2 separate regions of the Mus musculus genome follow, and region 1 is linked to region 2. A link is a contact called in public Hi-C data. All regions are on one chromosome and are shown on one strand. The core of a region is the stretch at or near the end of the contact, and the rest is flanking DNA. Distances in the headings are between cores, read along the strand shown. Region 1 overlaps Anxa3 (annexin A3). Region 2 overlaps Fras1 (Fraser extracellular matrix complex subunit 1).

What was found. A called contact is a pair of places that touch in the nucleus more often than the background predicts.
Region 1: a contact with region 2 is called in a Hi-C map of the G1E-ER4 cell line, with 1.7 times the contacts expected there. The contact joins two enhancer-like sites. A contact is called at or near these places in 2 of 484 Hi-C or Micro-C datasets (both in the G1E-ER4 cell line) and 1 of 9 other capture datasets (adipose tissue).

Annotation. Positions count from the first base shown.
Region 1 is chr5:96,845,243-96,852,335 of GRCm38.p6, forward strand. Anxa3 (annexin A3) reads left to right here. Exons shown (of 13, transcript NM_013470.2): 13 at 259-726. The coding sequence ends at 318. Among named protein-coding and RNA genes, the nearest start is that of Gm33100, 31 kb to the right of the region's middle. Within about 2 kb of position 4,054, at least 11 of the 459 cell types and tissues checked have an H3K27ac peak or open chromatin away from gene starts, as enhancers often do. A contact at or near this core is called in the G1E-ER4 cell line, where this site is marked.
Region 2 is chr5:96,713,826-96,720,898 of GRCm38.p6, forward strand. It overlaps Fras1 (Fraser extracellular matrix complex subunit 1), which reads left to right. Exons shown (of 74, transcript NM_175473.3): 46 at 153-272; 47 at 528-707. Among named protein-coding and RNA genes, the nearest start is that of Gm52781, 10 kb to the left of the region's middle. Within about 2 kb of position 3,691, at least 5 of the 459 cell types and tissues checked have an H3K27ac peak or open chromatin away from gene starts, as enhancers often do. A contact at or near this core is called in the G1E-ER4 cell line, where this site is marked.

The DNA.
Region 1 (7,093 bases), core at 2,804-5,303, 130 kb after region 2:
CATTGATGAAATCTTTCCAGTTGCACTACTCCAGCAGGATTTGAACATTATGAACTGCAGAGAACATGCTAGGCTGGGGCACAGCTGTCCTCAAGAATGAAAGAAAAATGGCACGGCAGGTGTGCTGTACTGAAGGATACAGCTCAAACGTCATCTCGTACCCAAGTGACTCCCCTAGCCCTATAGGTCTGATTCTCCTGTAATCCCCTCCTTATTTATGCTGTGTTTAATCTTCCCTGTCGGTCCTGTCCTTTGCAGTCAGATACTTCTGGAGACTACAGAACCGTGCTCTTGAAGATCTGTGGAGAAGATGATTGAAGAAGATGGCTCCCAATGGCTGCCTGCCCTGATGGTGGACCGCCTCAAAATCTCTGCACACTGCTTTCATGCAGCACTCTAAAGTGCAAGCAAATGCAAGACAGAACCTGTCTGCCTGATAGGCATTGGCATCGTTCAGTGCAATGGCAAAAATGAACTTGATTTTATTTCAGACCATCTCATTCATGATAAGGGAAATTCAATCTAGAATTAAAGACCTACTAATGATTTTCTGTTTGGCTTAGGAAGTTGGAATCTGTGTAGTTCAAAACCATTAAACATAAATCAGGATACTAAAGATGGCTGCCTTTCCTAATTGTAATTTGTGTATTTGTTTTCAGTATCTACTAATACTGTATGTTGCCTGGTGCCAACAAATATTTCAAAATACATTTGTTGTAAATGCTCTGGGTGCTTCTGTTACTTGATTAGTGTGGTCTAAAAAGCTAGTCATAAAATGTCATGGTGCTGCTCACCTACAAGCCCAACATTTAGGAGGTGGAGACCGGAGGATCAATAGTTTGAGCCATCCTTGTGTAGGTGCAGGAGATATAAACAAGTCCATTAACAGTTTATTGCAGTTGAGGCTTGGGCTCCGAGAAGGAGAATGGTGCCTGGTGAATTTATGTTAGGGAAATGAGGTAGTGCTGTCCTTATTGATGTTCAGCAGGTGCTAGAATCTGGCAGGGAAAAAACAACAACAAAAGGACTGCTGGCAGATACTTCCACTATTCCACAGGATTTCTGTCTGCCAGGAAGAGCCACTTCTGTATCTCTCCTTCCTCTGGCGGATGAGGCATTAGGCTGATTGTTAATATGTACCCATGGTGCATGCTAACCTCCAGACTTCCCCAGTTCGTTCCAGGCTGCTCCAGTTCAGAGGGTTCCCTTCCCCACCTGCAACTACTGTTTTTCTGCCTAACCCATAAAAGGTTTTCCTGCTCCTGCTCCTGCTCCTGCTCCTGCTCCTGCTCCTGCTCCTGCTCCTGCTCCTGCTCCTGCTCCTGCTCCTGCTCCTGCTCCTGCTCCTCCTCCTCCTCCTGCTCCTGCTCCTGCTCCTCCTCCTGCTCCTCCTCCTGCTCCTGCTCCTGCTCCTCCTCCTGCTCCTGCTCCTGCTCCTCCTCCTGCTCCTACTCCTCCTCCTGCTCCTGCTCCTCCTCCTGCTCCTGCTCCTGCTCCTCCTCCTCCTGCTCCTCCTCCTGCTCCTGCTCCTCCTCCTGCTCCTGCTCCTGCTCCTCCTCCTGCTCCTGCTCCTGCTCCTCCTCCTGCTCCTACTCCTCCTCCTGCTCCTGCTCCTACTCCTACTCCTGCTCCTGCTCCTCCTCCTCCTGCTCCTCCTCCTGCTCCTGCTCCTGCTCCTGCTCCTCCTCCTCCTGCTCCTCCTCCTGCTCCTGCTCCTCCTCCTCCTCCTGCTCCTGCTCCTCCTCCTGCTCCTGCTCCTGCTCCTGCTCCTCCTCCTGCTCCTGCTCCTCCTCCTCCTGCTCCTCCTCCTGCTCCTGCTCCTCCTCCTCCTCCTGCTCCTCCTCCTGCTCCTGCTCCTCCTCCTCCTGCTCCTCCTCCTATTCCTGCTCCTCCTCCTCCTTCTTCTCCTCCTCGTGCTCCTGCTCCTCCTCCTCCTCCTGCTCCTGGTCCTCCTCCTCCTCCTCCTCCTGCTCCTCCTCCTGCTCCTCCTCCTCCTCCTGGTCCTGCTCCTCCTCCTGCTCCTGCTCCTCCTCCTCCTCCTGCTCCTGCTCCTGCTCCTGCTCCTGCTGCTCCTCCTCCTCCTGCCCCTGCCCCTGCCCCTGCTCCTGCTCCTCCTCTTCCTCCTGCCCCTGCCCCTGCTCCTGCTCCTCCTCTTCCTCCTGCCCCTGCCCCTGCCCCTGCCCCTGCCCCTGCCCCTGCCCCTGCCCCTGCCCCTGCTCCTGCTCCTGCTCCTCCTCCTGCTCCTGCTCCTGCTCCTCCTCCTCCTGCTCCTGCTCCTGCTCCTGCTCCTGCTCCCTCTCCTCTCTCTGCTCCCTCTCCTCTCTCAGCTCCCAAGAGCAGTAGTCCTGGCCTTTGACAGTCTGCCCTTCTCCTCTCTGCCCCAGAGACTATTGCCCCAGAGACCATGGCTATTTTGGAAGTTCACAAAGGCTCTGGATATTCTCTCTCTCATATCTACAAAAGTATAAAAAAAAATCTATAAAAACTTTCCACCCATGGATCAGTCAGTTTGTCAGCTCTCTGTGCCTTTGCTTACATGCCCCCACCCCCACCCCAGATTTCAGCACACAATCAAGAAATCACTGAGATGATCACTCCACGAATGGGGAGGTTTTTATTAACACTAAAAGAGAGATAACAGTCAGAAGCACCTGTACGAGTCCAGAGCAGAGAGAATAAGAGGAAGGACTGACCATGGCCAGAGCTAGAGAAGTGGGCATGAAAAATAGTGTGGGTTACAAAGAGCACAAGTAGCCTAGGGGAAGGAATCTGTGAACTGAAACAGCCTGGATGTTCAGAGCAGAGGAGGAGGTTTGAAGGGCCAAGATGCTGGTGTGGGCTTTGAAATGCATAACAGGTACAAGTGAATAGGGACCAAAGGAGCCTCAAGGCAAATGTGGGCTTTTGATATGTAACCAGAGGTATAAACCAAGGGAAGTGGCCCTTTCTGACAGGCTCCTGAGGAATGCTTGGGCCTGACACCCACAATAAAGAGACACAAGGACACCTGCCTCTGCACTTTACCTAACTGCTAGTGCAGTTAGAGCTCCCCTTCCCACCTTTTCAAGCATAGATGCCTCAGGCCTTTGAGGAGGACAAACAGAGAGGGCACCAGAATATTGCAATTCCCCTTTTCATGGTGGCACTCCCTTCCCCCTAACATCCCCCTGCCCCCCCCCCCCACTGGGGGGGGAGCAGCAGATGCCAGTTTTGGGGACAGACAGAAAACAGCATACCTTAGCCTCCCTGTCACCAAGGCTAACACTCTCCTTGATAGATAACCAACATTTTTCCAGTGCAGATCGCTCCTGTCCTTGAAGAAAACAAGGACTAAACATCCTTGAAATGATAAGAGGCCTGCGCTTGGACCAAGACACAAGGGCAATTAAGTGTTCCCAGACAGCTGTGACCACTTTGTAAAAATACACTAGCTCCCGATAGCACCACAAAGTTACTTCCCAGGTCAGGAAGGTCCCCTTCCAGCTACACAGTTCTGCCCTGCTGTCTGAACAAATGTTACCAGGTTTGAAGGATGGTTTTTCCCTTGTCACCTCCTCAGTCATGGAACCCCAAAGTTTGGGGATTCCCGGCATATATATGTACACACACACACACACACACACACACACACACACACACACACACACACACCAAGCCCCTGGTTCGGCCATTGTATCCCTAACCTGCACAGTGGGAAAGTCTTTCTATCTGGGTCTGACTTATAAAATAAAGACTCTCTTTGTTTTTACATTGGACTTGCAATTCCTGGCGTTCTCCGGGGGTTCCCAAGAACTGGGCATAACAACAAGATTGTTTTATAATGAAATGAAATATTTAAAAGTGTGTTCATGGGGATGGAGAGATGGTTTACCAGTTAAGGATGCTTGCTCATCCAGTGAACCTGAATTAAAGTCCTAGCACCCATATTAGGCGGCCCATCAATCTGGGTTCCCAAGCCAAATGAGGGGTGGTAGAACACTGCCTATACCCCCAGACAGCTCCGAGAGAGCACAGCAGGAATAGGACTGCTCCCTACCCAAATCAGGCTTGGGCCTACTTAACTCCATAGAGACAAAGGCCACTTCATAATAATGCCAGTTAAACTTCTGTTTTCCCACTAGAGAACTGGCTTCTGAGAAATTATGTGAAGGGCAGTCTGCTAATCTTGCTGATAAGATTGGAAGGTTCCACCCCTCTGCAACACTTCCTCCCTTGTCCTTCCCCCTAAAGCTATATAACCTGACCCCTCTATTTCAATAAACAAGCTGTCCTCTGAAATAGTCTCCCGGGTGGTTTATATCCACCATACTCATTGCTGCCTGAGACCCTGTTCCTGAACGCCTCCAAATCCTGAGACTGCCAGTGCACAAAAGCTGATGGGGGCAAGAGACCTACATCTGGTGCCTGAACAGGAACACTCCAGGATGTGTGGAAGAGAGTGAGTACCCTCCCTGTCCCCCTCCCCTCAGCGGCTTCCGCATCTTGCTTCGCCATCCTACCTTGAGGATCTGCTTCCTTGCTCCTCTGCTTTGATTTGACCCACCTTCAAGCACCAATTTTGAAGTGAAAACTATCATTGTTTGAATGGGTCTACCCCCACTCACCCCTGAATTGACTGAAGGCTCTTAGTCCTCTGGTCGGACCCTGACAACCCTTCGGCGACAGCAAAAATCACCCCTCTAAAGCTCTGAAAGCACCTGGTAATGCAACAACCAGGTAAAAGTCTTTAGGATACTCGGCAGTTTTCTTAAATGTGTGGGTAGGCTAACACCCCAGTTTCAGTGGAATTCCCTGGAACTCTTGCAGTTTGGAGAGCGTCCCCATTTGACTGAGCACTTCCATTCTTTTCTGTCATGGGAAAGTCTGCTTCTCACCAGAAGGAAGCCCTTCTGTAACATCTTCACAGGAGCACAGCAGGTTTGCCCAACCTCTAGGGAATTTTGATCAAGTACTCCTTTGTGTCCTTCAGGCCTGGGATCACATAACCTCCCCTCCCCCAACTTCTGAATCCCGAAATGGAGATTTCTTGCTTCTCTTCCTCCAGCAAAACCCCAAAGAACCCTTCTCTGACTTTGCTCTTCGAACAAAAAATGAGCCTAGGACACAAAATTCCTGATCCCTGTGGCTAGAGAAACCATCGTTAAAGGCATGGCCTTGCAACACTGGCTAGCTTGTTAGGGGTTGAAAAATGAACGTTATGATAAATGGATAGTTACCACTCAAGACATTAGGATGGTTTCTCATAAAGTTACTCCCTTCACCCAGGCCTCTGAGGTGACCTTTAAAACAAAAGGAAAAAAGTTTTAAATTTGGAAAGGCGAGACTCTGGAAGGACAAATATTCTAACTCTGGCTCATCTAAGGGCTTGGAAACCACCCCTCCTAAAACCAAGTGTCCCTGATGCTGTAAAGAATTCCACTGGGGACTGGAGAGATGGCTCAGTGGTTAAGAGCACTGACTGCTCTTCCAGAGGTTCTGAGTTCAATTCCCAGCAACCACATGGTAACTCACAACCATCTGTAATGGGATCCAATGCCCTCTTCTGGTGTGTGTCTGAAGATGGCTACAGTGTACTCATATAAATAAAATAAGTAAATCTTTTTTTTTTTTTTACAAAGGATTCCATTGGAGAAAGAATTGCCATTCTACATATGATAAAGATGTTTAGCCCCTCAATCCTTTAAATGCCAAAAGGGGAAATCTTCGACCCCAAAAATAAAAGGAAAAACCTACAAAATCTTGTGGGTCACTAACATTTTGGAAGGCTCACACCCCAAACTCAATATAAATATTGCAGAAAACCATTTAAATGCCTAATTGACACCGGAGCAGATAGAATTATTTTGAAGCAATCTGATGTCCCTCAGCATTGGGAATGGATCCCTGGGCACAACTAATGGGCACAAGAGGCTCCTCCCAGGCATACACCACAAAAGAGGCCTTCAAAGGGGAGGATCCAGATGGTGGTGTTGGCCTTATCAGACCTCTTATCTCAGACATGGCCACCAATGTGTTAGGGAGAGAAGCTTTAGATATGGTCCTTATCAGTAACATGGAAAGTGAATGCATCCAGATAGAGGAATATGACAAACATCCTTCCAGGGAATTCTAAGAGCCACTGTCAGATTTGAGACTCCCTGCCTCAACTGGGTCTCAGATGAGCTTGTCTGGGATGAACAATGGCCTTTACCAGGGAGAAATTAGAAGTTCTTACTCAGCTCATTAAAGAACAACTACAATATCCATCCTTTCCTTGGCTGATGGAATTTCCCCATCTTTGCAATTAAAAAGAGTTCTATGAGATGGGAGCTATTACAAGACCTTTGGGCCATCAACATGACTATGCAGACTTGGGGATCCCCATGGAGGGGTCTTTCCCTTGTCTCTGCAATCCTGGCCAATACTCTACTATTGGCCATTGGTATTAGAGATTGTTTTCTTCTCTATCCCTGTACATCCCAAAGATTGTCAACATTTCACATTTTCAGTTCCCCAAATTAACAACTCTGGCTCAGCTTCCTGATATGAATGATGTAGGCACGATGTTTCTGTGCACTGGGTAAAAGTTATCCTTGTATTATTCAAATACTGATTTCTCTGTCCCCTTGTTTCAATCTGGGCATGGCATTGTAATACTTAAGTCAAGAATCTCCTATGTCAAGTTTGTATAAACAATGTTTATCATTTATTCGTGTCAATAAAAGCGATTACCCAGTGGCTGGGCAGAAGATAGAATATGGTGGAACTCCCACCAGCCAGAGGAGGGAGGGAGGGAGGGAGGGAGGGAGGGAGGGAGGGAAGGAGGGAGGGAGAGAGAAGAGTAAGACAGATTGAGCCACAAGGAGGGAGGAGAGGTGATTTTAGCTGGAGCATGAAAGGCCCTACATGAAATTATTACAGGGATTTTGGCCAGGAAGTAGCCAGATTACCTTAGAATAATGAGGTGGATCAATGACTGCCTAGGTATTTCAGTGAAGCTTGAAAATAAATCTTGGTTTCTCTGTGTCACTACTGGGGAATTAGCTAGGATAAAGAAAAAAGAGCCACTGTATTAATTTATATTTACTATTTATACTAATTTACTATTTGTATT
Region 2 (7,073 bases), core at 2,441-4,940:
ATGTCAAAAATGGCACCTAGGTAAGGAAGGTGTGAATTGATTCCTCGGTGTGAATACCAATTGAAGTATTCTACCTCTCGATTCAGAAATGAGTAGCTAAAGGTACTTATAACTAATCTGGGTTTTTTCTTCCTTCCTTCTCTATTTTATAGGGCAGATAGAATACAGCCATGGACCAGGAGAACCTGGTGGGAGCTTTGCTTTTAAATTTGATGTGGTTGATGGGGAAGGCAATAAGTTGGCTGACCAGTCATTTTCCATCGGTGTTTTAGGTAAGGAGTATCAGGTGTGCTAATAGAGAACAGCAGATGTGGGGGTCTTCCATTCCCACAGTGTTCACTGTGGAGCTTCTGTCCTTCTTTTACATAACCAGCAAAGATAAAAATCCAGGACTGGCCCCTTCCTGGGGCCTCTGAGGAACAGCTCTCAGAACTCCTCTGATCTTACCTCCTGGGCACTCAACCTGGAACTGAAGAAAGGGAACTGGAAACCTCCCATGACAAAATACTGTTTCTGATATTTTACAGAAGACAAATCCCCACCAGTCGTCATCACCAATAGAGGGCTGGTCTTAGATGAGAACTCGGTGGAGAAAATCACTACTGCACAGCTGTCGGCCACCGACCAGGACAGCAAACCTACAGAACTCATCTACAGGATCACCACTCAGCCCCAGCTGGGCCACCTGGAACATGTGGCCTCCCCAGGTACGTGGTCCTCTCTTGCTCCATCTAGCCCTAGGTTCACTTCCCCTAAGCAAGTGCTGGGGACTGTTACATCCTGGCATATATATATATATATATATATATATATATATATATATATAGTCTGTTTTAACCGATACTTATTTTTTGCCTCACTAATTATATGCCATTATATTATGTTTATTATATGTATTAAGTATTTTATTGTAGCTGGTAAAACTAAATTAGAAAAATGGCAGTTTGAAGTAGGGAGATAACTCCTAGGAAGTGGGTAAAACCTTAATATGAGTAAAACCCTGGGTCTGATCGCCAGATCCACACACGCACAAAATTATAATATCATATAAGCGCTTTTATCTCCATAACCAGAAAGTCAACACTTCTGGAGCAACCTGTACCCCTCTGGTCTTTGGCATTACCGTGACTGCAGAGCACAGTGTAATGTCCTATGGTAACTATTCCCTTCAGCTGGGAGTGTAGGTAAGTGGAACGGTATGTGCCTAGCATCCATGAAGTCTGGAATTCAGCCCCCAGCACCGGAGGAGAAAGCCTGAATTCAACAGAATGAGAATGTGTTCTAGAGAAGCTCCGCCGCTCCTCAGGAAGCAAAGATGCACAGATGCGCCCTTGCATCCTGGATTTCTCTACTGAGCAGGATGAGGCGCCTCCCTAGATACGGGTAACTCGAGGAAGACTGGCGTAGACTTGGAGTTAAAGAGTTAAAAAACAGGGAAGTCTACACTGAGTAAAAAGACACTGTTGAGGTGGGCTCAGGAATGCCTTTGGAAGTCAGAGTTCTGGGAAGTTAAATCTGCGTTCTTTTCTGAAATGAAAAAAACCATGAATAAACAGGTGCTGAGTGGACCAGGGTCACGTGTTCTAAAAAGAGCAAAAGCTAAGACTCGTGGGTAGTTATGACAACATAGGGAGTCCTCCAAGCTGAGATAAATAATCTCACTTTAATCTAAAAATAACAGAGAATCACTGTAGACTTTTGAGCAGGGAAGGAGGTGAAGTATCTAAGGGAATGGAATGGGGGAGGGAAATGAGGTGAGGATCCACACTGGACTGGCAGAAAGCTCAGCACCTGGAGGGCAGCTGAGACAATAACAAAGCAAGGATATGAGAGACAACTGGGTCCCCTTAAGTCTTACTCTGTGAGCTGGGAGATGGGAAGAGAGCCAAGGGGAGCCATTTCTGGGGAGAATCTGTAGAATTTGGCAGCTGTATGATGTGAGGAGCGCCAGAGAGACACTGAGTAAATCCAAAGCTGGACTTGCCATCACTTCTTAGAGGCAATGACAACCTGAAAGGTTTAGATATCTTCTAAGATTGCTTTGGATCGTCTATCACAGATTCTTCATTCCACTCAGAGCATATTGAATCAGGAGACGTAATGGCTCCTCCAAACTCACCTTCTTGTTCAGAGTCCCGCAGTGAGCAGACGAACAAGTGAATCTGTGTCACAGAGAGATGACCAGATGATCGTTAGGGCTGTTGGGGATAAAATGAGTATTTAGAGGGCACAGGAAGGAACGGGAAAGGCCTCCCTAGTAATAGGATGGCGTTTGAGGAAAGTTGAAGGCAGAGAAGGAGTCTGATGAATAAGGAAATGGGTTTGGCAGGGGAGTATGCAACTGTCAATATCCCGGCTCAGCCAGGCAAATCACTCAAGATTCAGCAAAGAGGCAGTGTAAAAGGTAGAGGGGACAGGCTGAGAGAGGAGCCGCTGCTTCGTCCCAGGTGCCGGTGGAAAGGGTATGTGATATATATGGTAGGAGAGCCAGACAGAGATGAGCAAACCGGCTAAGATTCCTCATGCAAATTAAAGCAGGCGCCCTTCCCTATTGTCCTGAAATTCCTGCAGGAAGTATGCAGATTAGCAACCTCTATACCTCGGCTGCATGAGATATTTAATAACTAATTCATAAGCTAATTGCTTCTGCCAGAATTCTGTCAGGTTGCCGATTGTATCGCTGCAAAGATGAAAGGGCAGGCAGGCTCTTGGCTGTGGTGTTAGGTGACTGCAAGTGAACAGATTTTAAAAGCCCTAAGCTTCTTGCAGTGCTCTGCCAGGCATCCTGCCTGCTGGTCAGTCCCAGCCCTTGCTCTCCTCTGACCCCAGGCTGGTTCCAAGTCCTATGGGGTAGGGCTCAGGACAGATTCTCTTTTCTCTTTCACAGTTCTGACTTTGAATCTTGCACAGACTGCAAAGGCCAGGCTATATTTGCTTCAGGAGATAGCTGTGCTCTTGCCTCCTCCTGGGGTGGTACCCTCCAGAGGCAGACCGATTCCCATTTGACTTGGGGAGTTGGCTTTATCTGCTTGTTCCAGGCAGACTTAACTTCCTGACCATGTCTTCTCTTGCCTCACCAACATACCTTAATCTACCCTTTCCAGTAACTCTGAGTACTGGCTGGGAATATCAAGCCCCAGTCCTCTTCACTATCAAAAGGGCAGGGATGTGCAACCCTCCCTCACTGTATACCGAGAGCCTCCTGTTTTCACATTTAGCCAGGATCCTCATTCCCTGGTCTCTCCCTGTCCTCCAGTTAGAGAATCGTGCATTTGATTCTTTTTGGAAGCCTAAGCTTCCCGTAGAAGAAGTAGATTACCTCATCCCCTCTCAGCACAGCTAGCTACTGCTTAAACCAGAGTATCTGTCTCACTAGGTGAGCCTGAGTCTACCAGGATCTGGAGTTAGGACAGGGCCAGCTCTCCAGAGAGCAAATTACAAGTACATTTAGGTGAGCACTGGTTCCCAGAGTGTGCAAGCCCCTCTTGCTGGTTTGCATGAAGTGGCTTTATCACCAGATTGCCATGAGATCTTGATGTCAGCAGAGGAGAACTGACTGTGCTCCTAACACAGTCAAAAGAGTTACATGAAGTCTCTTGCTTTTGCCCTGGGAGCTATAGGGCATCATATGTCTTTGTGAACTGTGCAGAAGGTAGGCATGAGCCTCCTCCCACTGCTAAGAGGTAAGGCTGGGAGTCCAGTTCCCAGGGAGCTTGGGTTAGAAGACCATCCTCTCCCCATGGGCTTTCCTGCCTACCCTATGCTTAATAACTTTGTTTTTTTCTTCGGAAATTAGAATCAAGAGTGATACCAACTAGGAAAGAAGCTAAGCTACTTGGACAAAGACATTCCAGAATTCGATGACTTAAGCAAAAAATGTATTTTCTGTCACCGAATAATCCAGAGGTTTGGGGCAGGAGATGTCTCTGGTTCATGGTGACTACTGTAACTAGCCTGCTGCAGAGGGAAGGGAGCCAGCGGTCAAAATCCCACAGACCTGTGTGTTTCAAAAGCACTGCAGGGTGGACAAACATCACTTTTGTGGGATGACAGACACACACAGCTGAGAGATGGAGACAAATGGAGCCTCTTCCTGGGCATCCAGCTGCTTACCCATAGTCAGGAGGAGTCAGTAGTCACCGGGACTCAAATACTGGGAGAATGAGGAGGAGCTAAACAAGCCTTTAGAGGACAGAGACGGAAGGCCATGTTATATGTCTTACAATGAAATGGATCTGTCCTGAACCAAATAATTACTATGTATAAAACTCCTCTGTTGCTATTAATGAGGGACTATGACATCCAGCCCCAAATCTAAATCCTTGTCTTTATTTTAATTTTATTCTCCCTAGAACACGTTGATAGTGTTACAGCTCCATCAGACGGCAGACTACGCAGCTCTTGACCCCTTAATGATTTCAATCCCCTTCAAAGATGTCAGGAACTGAGGGATAACTGCTGTTTCTAGCATATTTTAGGGAATCCTGCTGGATTACTCTTGCCAACACAACATGGCAATACAACAGAACTAAAGCAAGGTATTGCTTTTTTGGCTAGACCCAGAAAAAAAGATCCCTCAATCTATGAGGGATTCTTAAACTATGAGAAACTATCCTTAGACTATGAGAATTCTTAAAGACATTCAAGAGCCCAGTAAAAGGCCATCTGCTGATGGGTCACAGCATTTATGTCAATATGCATTGCATGGCCGTTTGCTGCATGCCAGAGCCACTAGATACCCAACCTGAGAATCAGATGAGCTTTCCAGATGATGACATCTTGCTCTGCGGGGGTGGAGTTTGCCTTCTGGTCCACAGAGGTACCTTCCAGAGGAGCCAAGGACAGGTCTAACCATCTGTGACCATCAAAGCTTCTTGATTCTGCCTGAAGCATTGACTGAGGAGGCTTGTTGTTCACAGAACCTAGTTCTACTTAGCCTCTGAGTCACACATGAGTACGTACACTCATTCCCCAAGACTTCTAGAAACGTGTGTGGTTTCCTACCTCAAAGACCCCCTTGCTCTCAAAGCTTAAATCGAGCAGCTGAATGGCTCAGCCCTTGTATATTTACTGATTGTGTGAAGCCTACTGTTCATGACCAAGAACACTATGGGCCTTTTAGGCTGACGTGTTATTTGGTGCAGGGTAGATCCATTTATTGAAATCCTCTGGCTATTGTGAGCCCATGGGAAAATTCCTGTCCTAATAGTTAATTTCCTACAGTCATGTCATAACTTGCTAGGTTTTGCCCTGTGCATGCTGCCAAAGCCTCGCTTCTCAATGGAGCCTCAATCAAAGCTCCCTTCCCTCCAAAAACCATGAACTACTTTCAAACACACATCTCTTCTATTTCCTCACCTCAAGTCATTACCATGCTCAGCTCTTGGCCTTTTACATTTATTTCTGAGCATGTTCATTGAAGTAGCAATTTGCCTAGAGAGTATCACCCCGACCTGATTTCAGAGCAGATGGACCACATCATGAGAGCCCAGTAGCTTACACAGCTCACACTGGCCATGAGTGTGATGGGGGAGATGACAGAGAGAAGATCTCAGGGCAGGCTCCGCTGTTCTGTCTCAGGTCAGGATGACTCCTACACTAAGACAACAGCTGGGTCAATTAAACCCAGTTGTATGTGCGTGTATGATTGGACCACTTGGGTTCCTCATGCCTCATTAGTTTATAGTCGCACAGAGGCTGTTCTATGCAGCTGTCTCTTGCCTAGTAAAACTGCACTGAGGTGTCCCATCAGTCCATGCCTAACTGACCGTTGGCAGTGCTCTGAGCAGGGTACTAACCACAATTGGGATTATTTTTAATTTATTTATCACTTACAAATAGTTTTCTTATTAATATGCCTGCTCAATTTCTCTTATTAAAAACATCACATATTTCATCTGAGTTCAGACATGGCCACCACTATACAAGACAAACAAAATCAAGTAGGTGACCCCACCACCCACCATTTCCTTGGCTTCCCCTGACATGGCTTTACCATTCCAGTGTTAGAAATGTCAAAGCATAAACGAAGATATAATAAAGCTCTATGTTGTATGACTTCCCCTATCTTCTGTGGTTTATGTAGAGCAGAAAGCAGACATTAAAGATTTTGATGTAGGCTTTGTGGTTTTCTCTCTACTTTTCTGTTACATCAGTGGTTCTCTACCCTGATTGAATGTCCTGAGGATGTGTTTAAAAATAATGATACCCACCCCCTACCTGGACTCAAGGATTAAAGGCCCTGAGGGATGGAGCTCAAATATGAGTTACCTTTAAAAGCCACTTGTGAGCTGGGGAGAGGATTCAGTGAGGCACTAGGCACTGAGCACGAGGGCCTGAGTTCACATCCTCAGATCCTACAGAAAAGCCGGGCATGGTAGTGCATATCTGTAACCTTAGCACCCAGAAAGCACACACGCAAATCCCTGCGACTTGACGCGTAGACAGTAGGGCCAATCAGTGAGCCTCAGGTTCATGGGGGAAACGTTGTTCTGAAAAATGAAAAGAGCCTGGAGAAATGTCTCAGCAGTTAAAAGGACACACTGTTGTTCCAGAGTACCTGGGTTTGGTTCCCAGTACCCACATGGCAGCTGACAACTATTCCTAATTCCAGGTCCAAAGGACCCGATGCCCTCTTTTGGCCTCCAGAGAAACTGTACACATGTAGTGCACAGTCGCATACAGGCAAAACATCCATAGGCATAAAATAGCAATAGATAATTTTTCTTTGAAAATTGAAAACAACTGAGGAAGATATACCACATTGATCTCTGTGCCCCACATACAGCTCACGCACACACAAAGGTTGTTTTTAATACCGTATATTAATCCACTTTCTGTTAGACTTTAACAAGTAACTGAAGCTAGTAGTATATTAGCTTGCAGTTTAGAAGAATAGAAATCCAAGACTATGTGACTCTATCTCCTCAGTTTGGCAAGGACTTTACTGACAGAATCACAGCATGGTGGGTGGTAAAATGTAAAGAGCATGCATGAAAGGCAGAGAGGCTGTTGGTGAGACAGGGACCAGAGAGCAAGGAGGGCCCAGTCACGTTCTTTTTGTAACAATGTGC